Linked DNA regions of Sus scrofa: region 1 is linked to region 2. Evidence: chromatin contacts called from public HiChIP or PLAC-seq data. All regions are on one chromosome and are shown on one strand. The core of a region is the stretch at or near the end of the contact, and the rest is flanking DNA. Distances in the headings are between cores, read along the strand shown. Region 1 overlaps RASGRF1 (ras-specific guanine nucleotide-releasing factor 1). Region 2 holds the start of CIB2 (calcium and integrin-binding family member 2).

Region 1 (2,703 bases), core at 76-2,575, 370 kb before region 2:
TTTTAAAAGTCTCTTAGATCCTGGGAAAGAACATGGAATCCAAGAGCTACTCAAGTTCTAGCCCTGCCACGTGGTAGTGACCTCCTCAAGCCTCAGTTTACTAATCTGCAAAATGGGAGTGAAAATATCTACCTGACAAGAGTGCGGTAAGGATTAAGTGAGGAAATGGTTGCAAAGCACACGAGCCCATGCCAGGTACATAGTAAATGCTCAGTAAGTAACTGTCGTTAACACTCTGAATGATGTAGTGTGAACTTGTGATAATGATCACAAGCCTTTGCTTAATGAGCACTCTGGACCTAGGACAAGCCACTGAGGCGGATCCTGTGACTTTCCCTTTTGTAGCAATAAGGGGAACTGAGATTTCTAGAAGGAGCCAGCAAGTGGCAGAGAGGGGATATGATACCAGGCAGCCTGGCCGCAGAGTCTGTGTCCTTAAACCAAAGCTAAAATTCAAGCCACTTCTCATTCGATATTGCAATTGGAAATAGAATGCCTGACAGCCTCCTGAGAAGGGCATGCTGCAAACCCACAAGGTCTGAAACTACCATGGGAAGTTTTTTGGATGTAAAGTAAGAGTGCTAGATGGGGCTTTGGAGATTATCAAACCCAAGTGACATCACCGTGCAGGTTAAGGCCCAGCAAGACCTGGGGCAGGGGTGAGGAGGGGTCGGGTGAGGGATGCTCACCCAAGCCCTCCAAAGAGCCAAACCAGAAGCAGAACTCAGATCCCTGCAGCCCCAGCCGCCTCCTTGACCACAGCCTTCTGGACTCATCAGCCCACACACAAGAGGAAAGGAAGTAACCTTCCCTCGGGGACCCACTCTGATGCTTTCCCCTGTCACCCTCTTCCTCCCAGGTGGCACCAGCCCTGTAGACATTTTCACAGATAGAGTAGCCACCTGGCCAGGTTTCTGTTATTGTCAGTTTTTATATTATTTATCTGTTGCTGTGTAACAAATTACCCCCAAAGGCAGTGGCTTAAAATAAACATTTGTTGTCTCACAGTTTCTCTAGGTCAGGAAGTCGGGACAGCTTAGCTGCGTGGACCTGCGTGGCCAGGGTCTCTTAAGACGTTGTGGTCAAGGGCGGCTGGGGCTGCAATCGTCCGAGGGCTCGACGGGGCAGGGACACCTTTTCCAACTTGGCTCCCTCGCATGGCTGTTGGCTGGAGGCTTCAGCCCCTCATCTGTAGCCCTCTCCTCTGACATGGAAGTCAGCTTGCCCCAGCACAAGTGGTCCAAGAGACAATAAGAGAGCAAGTAGGAGGCTGCAGCCCCCAAGCTGCACCCCGTCACTTCTGCTTTAATTTCTTAATGAGAAGCAAGTCGCTAAGTTCAGCCCACGCACAAGAGGCAGAAGTAGTGCCTTCACTTTTTGAAGGGCAGGGTATCCAAGAATTTGTGGGTGTACTTTACAATCAGCACAGTTGTGGCTACTTTTATTTCTCACAGTAATATCAAGGGGTCTCACACCCAAGTGATGCTCACATGCTCAAGGATAGCGGGCATTTTTCCAGATTTTCCTTTTTTTTTTTTTTTTTTTTTGATAGGCAAGAAATAGATTTATTAAGGTAGGACACTTGTGAGATATGCAAGCAGGCAGGCAAGGAGGCTCTCCAGATTTTCCTAACAATTAAAAGCCAGCAACTGACCTTGAGCTCTCTCCAGATTCCACTGCTAACCCACCGGGTGACCTTGGGCGGGACACTTAACTCTGATTTCATTTCTAAACCTATCAAATCAGAATAACGATACTTGAGATGGGTCCATAAAGTTGGCCTGTTTTCCTCTTGCTAACATGTGAGGTTTAGCCTAGAATGAGGGATTTCAAACCTCTGCAAACTAGGGGCTGCCTCAGAGTTGCCGTAGGACAAGAAGAGGCCATGCAAGCCAGGTTCTGACCTGTCTACCCCCAGCCTGACCTTGGCCTTCACTGGGGGAAGGCATCTCCAAGCCAATCCCATTTGAAGCACTTCGCTGGGCTGCTTCTTCTTTTTTTTTCTTTTTTTTTTTTCTTTTTGTCTTTCTGTCCTTTTTAGGGCCACACCTTCGGCATATGGAGATTCCCAGACTTGGGGTCCAATCGGAGCTGCAGCCACCAGCTCACGCCACAGCCACAGCCACGCCAGATCCGAGCCATGTCTGCCACCTACACGACAGCTCACAGCAATGCTAGATCCTTTACCTACTGAGCGAGGCCAGAGATGGAACTGGCAACCTCATGGTTTCTAGTCGGATTTGTTTCTGCTGCACCACGACGGGAACTCCCTCACTGGGTTTCTTATGTGAGGATAAAGTTCTTCAGCTTAAATACCAAGATGCGCACTTGGCATGTAATGTACACAAACGTGTGGGTTACATGGGTGCTCACTTCTTTTTTTTGTCTTTTTGTCATTTGGGAGCCACATGCGCAGCATATGGAGGTTCCCAGGCTAGGGGTCAAATCAGAGCTGTAGCTGCTGGTCTACACCAGAGTCACAGCAACACTAGACCTGAGCCGTGTCTGTGAACTACACCACAGCTCACGGCAACGCCAGATCCTTAACCCACTGAGCGAGGCCAGAGATCAAACCCGCAACCTCGTGGTTCCTAGTTGGAGTCATTTCTGCTGCACCACCACGGGAACTCCTGGGTGCTCACTTCTAAAGTCCCTCCCTACCCCGGTATTCTGGAACTCTGAAGCTAGCACCTCTCTCGCCTT
Region 2 (2,700 bases), core at 15-2,514:
GCAGAGAGCTCAGCAGAGCTGAGGTGCGCCCCCTGGAGGCAGCCCCTCTTTGAGGCAGCAGCAGGGATTCGTCCCATTGCCCAGGAAACACAGGGATGCTCCCGTCCTGACCTGGAAGAGAAGACAACCGCCCAGCGCCTGGGCTGCCCTCAACTCAGGCTGAGCTCACAAGAGACAGAAGCGGGGCCCCAGAGGTTAGATAACTGGGCTGGGACCGGCAGCAGGAGGCAGCCCCCAGGCCAGCAGTCCCCCTGCTCCTATACATTCTCTTGGACCAGCCCGGGAGGTGGGGGCCCTGCCAACAAGTCCCTGCTCTGATCGCTGCTCACGCGGGACCCACTCTCCTGATGCCCTCCACCCCAGCTGGGCCAGCACTGGGCTACCCCACCCTGTGCCCAGCCCAGGCCAGCACAGGGGGCTCAGAGACAACCCCATGGTTCCCTCCCCAGTGCCTCTCACCCTCCAGTAATTCTCTGGGCCTGGGCTCAAGCCCCTCTCTAGCTGGGCTGGCCACTTGTCCAGGGCTGAGCCTGCGGCTCCCTGCCCCTCAAGACTGAGGTCACACAGGAAAACAGGCCCCAAGTGGATGCTGTGTGAATCCCAAGTGGATACCCAGACCCCAGGGTCACACACCTGAGGCCTGGAGAGGGGCTATATGCAAAGTCCCATAGCAAGGTAGGCTGTGTCCCCAGTGCCCAAACCCTTTCTTGCTTGGAGTGCGCTGTATGTGTATTATAGGTGAGGAACTCGTGACATGAAACTTTCATGTCAAACATATCTGTGGTCTGAGAACTAACAGCATCAGCTTGTTAGAAAAACTGAATCTTGGACCCTACCCCAGACCTGAACCTGATGAAATCCATGGGTGATTTCTGTCTGAGAGGGGAAGCTGTGGCTGACCCGCCTGTGAGAGGCCACAGCCATGCAAGGAGGAGGCTGAAGAATTACCGTAAAACACAGACACAAACAAGGTCTGCCAAGGACAGCAGGCTGGCCACTTAGCAAAGGGGCAAGCGGCTGAGCACAGGCCAGCAGCCCTGAAGAGTGTAAGGCACCTCTGCTGCCCGGCCCATGCGGAGGGGCAGAGTCCCCAGACCCTCGGCCCACCCTTCTCTAGCTGCTTCCCCTTCTCTGCCCCACAGCAGCGGCCTCTCACGTACCCGGAGCTCCGGCATCTGGATGATAAGGCTCATGGGCACATGGACGATGGGCTCTTCCTGTAGTCCATCGGGACGAGGTTGGGGGCCAGCTCATAGAACCGTGCATGTAGCCTTCGAGGGAAGCAGAGAAATAGTGTGGAGGGGGTGCAAGCTGGGCTCCCCATTCGCCCTGCGGCCCAGTGCCGCCCAGCCTGCACCTCGGCTTCCCACGCTGGAGACCCCCTTTGGCCAGGGGCCTCGGGGGACCGTCTGCTCTGCCCACAGGGTGTGGGATTTGCGAGGGAGTCAAGTTCTGTGCTAATAACCAGGCAGTGTCCTGGCCATTCCCACCACCACTGCCACCCCTGCCATCCCCCTACCCCCGTGGGCCTGCAACCCGTATTCCTTCCTCTTTAGGCTTGAATTAAGTGCTTTGTATGTGCCAGGCATTTTAGCTCTTTAAATTTCTTCCCCATGATGCTGCAGACAGATGCACTGAGACCCCAGTTTAGAGCTCAGCAAACAGGCCTGAAGAGGTTGAGAGTGATTTCTCTAACACCACAGAACTAGGAAGTCTCAGGGATCGAGGCTGGAAGCCAGGATCAGAAATCCAGAGCAGAAACCCTTTTTCTTTCTTTCTTTCTTTTTTTTTTTTTTTTTTTTTTTCTTTTTAGGGCCACACCTGCTGCATATGGAAGTTCCCAGGCTAGGGGTTCAATCAGAGCTGCAGATGCCAGCCTACACCACAGCCATAGCAAAATGGGTCCGAGCGGCATCTGAGACCTACACCACAGCTCAGGGCAACGCCATATTCATGACCTACTAAATGAGGCCAGGGATTGAACCCGCATCCTCATGGATCCCAGTCGGGTTCATTACCACTGAGCTGTGATGGAACTCCAGAGCAGACACTCTTAACCCCTCCCCATGTGGCTCCCCACTCCTGACATTCTTGAAACTCTGGCTCAGTTTGCTGCCCCTGACCCCAAGCCAGGCCCTGAGGGCTGGGTCTCTGGAAGGGCTCCCAGAAGCCCACACATCCTGGGAAGCCCCTGCGGATGGCCCATGGGCAACCTCTTTCCATCTGGGAGCCGGCCCTCTTTGCTGGAGGATCAGGTGCACAGCTCCCTTCTGCCTCCCACCTTGCTCAGGAGGCCCTGGAACACAAGGCTCCCCCCCGTCCCCTGCATGCTGTGTGGACCCTCAAGGGCATGACACCGTCTCAGCTGGAAGGCCCTCCTCCATTAGTCGGTCCTCTCCGGCCCTGTGTCCCCTTGTCTGGGTCTCTGACATCCCAAAGCACAGCCCTCCCCTCCCACCTCTAGGCGGGTATGAATTAGGTTCAGATGAAACTGTGTGCATGAAGTGCAGCCAGATGGGGGGACAAGTGGCCAGGCAGTGACTGGGCACTGTGGTAGGCAATCTGCCCAAGGTAAGGCCTAGGGCTACTGGGGGCTGGACTGAGAGGTGACCACATATCTCCTGGGGCCCACCTGCCCTGCAACCTCAAGGCCAGATCGATCCTGGTCTTCTTCTAAGCAGCCTGACCCTGTGACGTGCT

Evidence for each region. HiChIP or PLAC-seq counts read pairs in DNA pulled down with a chosen protein or histone mark.
Region 1: a contact with region 2 is called in an H3K27ac HiChIP or PLAC-seq map of alveolar macrophages. The contact joins the enhancer-like site here to the promoter of CIB2 in region 2. A contact is called at or near these places in 6 of 47 Hi-C or Micro-C datasets (embryonic fibroblasts, heart right ventricle, mesenteric adipose tissue and 3 more) and 1 of 2 datasets of contacts at active chromatin or transcription factors (alveolar macrophages).

What each region holds. Positions count from the first base shown.
Region 1 is chr7:48,174,048-48,176,750 of Sscrofa11.1, reverse strand. All of the region lies in intron 10 of RASGRF1 (ras-specific guanine nucleotide-releasing factor 1), which reads left to right. Among named protein-coding and RNA genes, the nearest start is that of CTSH, 69 kb to the right of the region's middle. Within about 2 kb of position 1,325, at least 1 of the 83 cell types and tissues checked has an H3K27ac peak or open chromatin away from gene starts, as enhancers often do. A contact at or near this core is called in alveolar macrophages, where this site is marked.
Region 2 is chr7:47,806,370-47,809,069 of Sscrofa11.1, reverse strand. It overlaps CIB2 (calcium and integrin-binding family member 2), which reads right to left and starts at 1,264. Exons shown (of 5, transcript XM_021098837.1): 1 at 1,216-1,264; 2 at 1,161-1,213. The coding sequence starts at 1,228.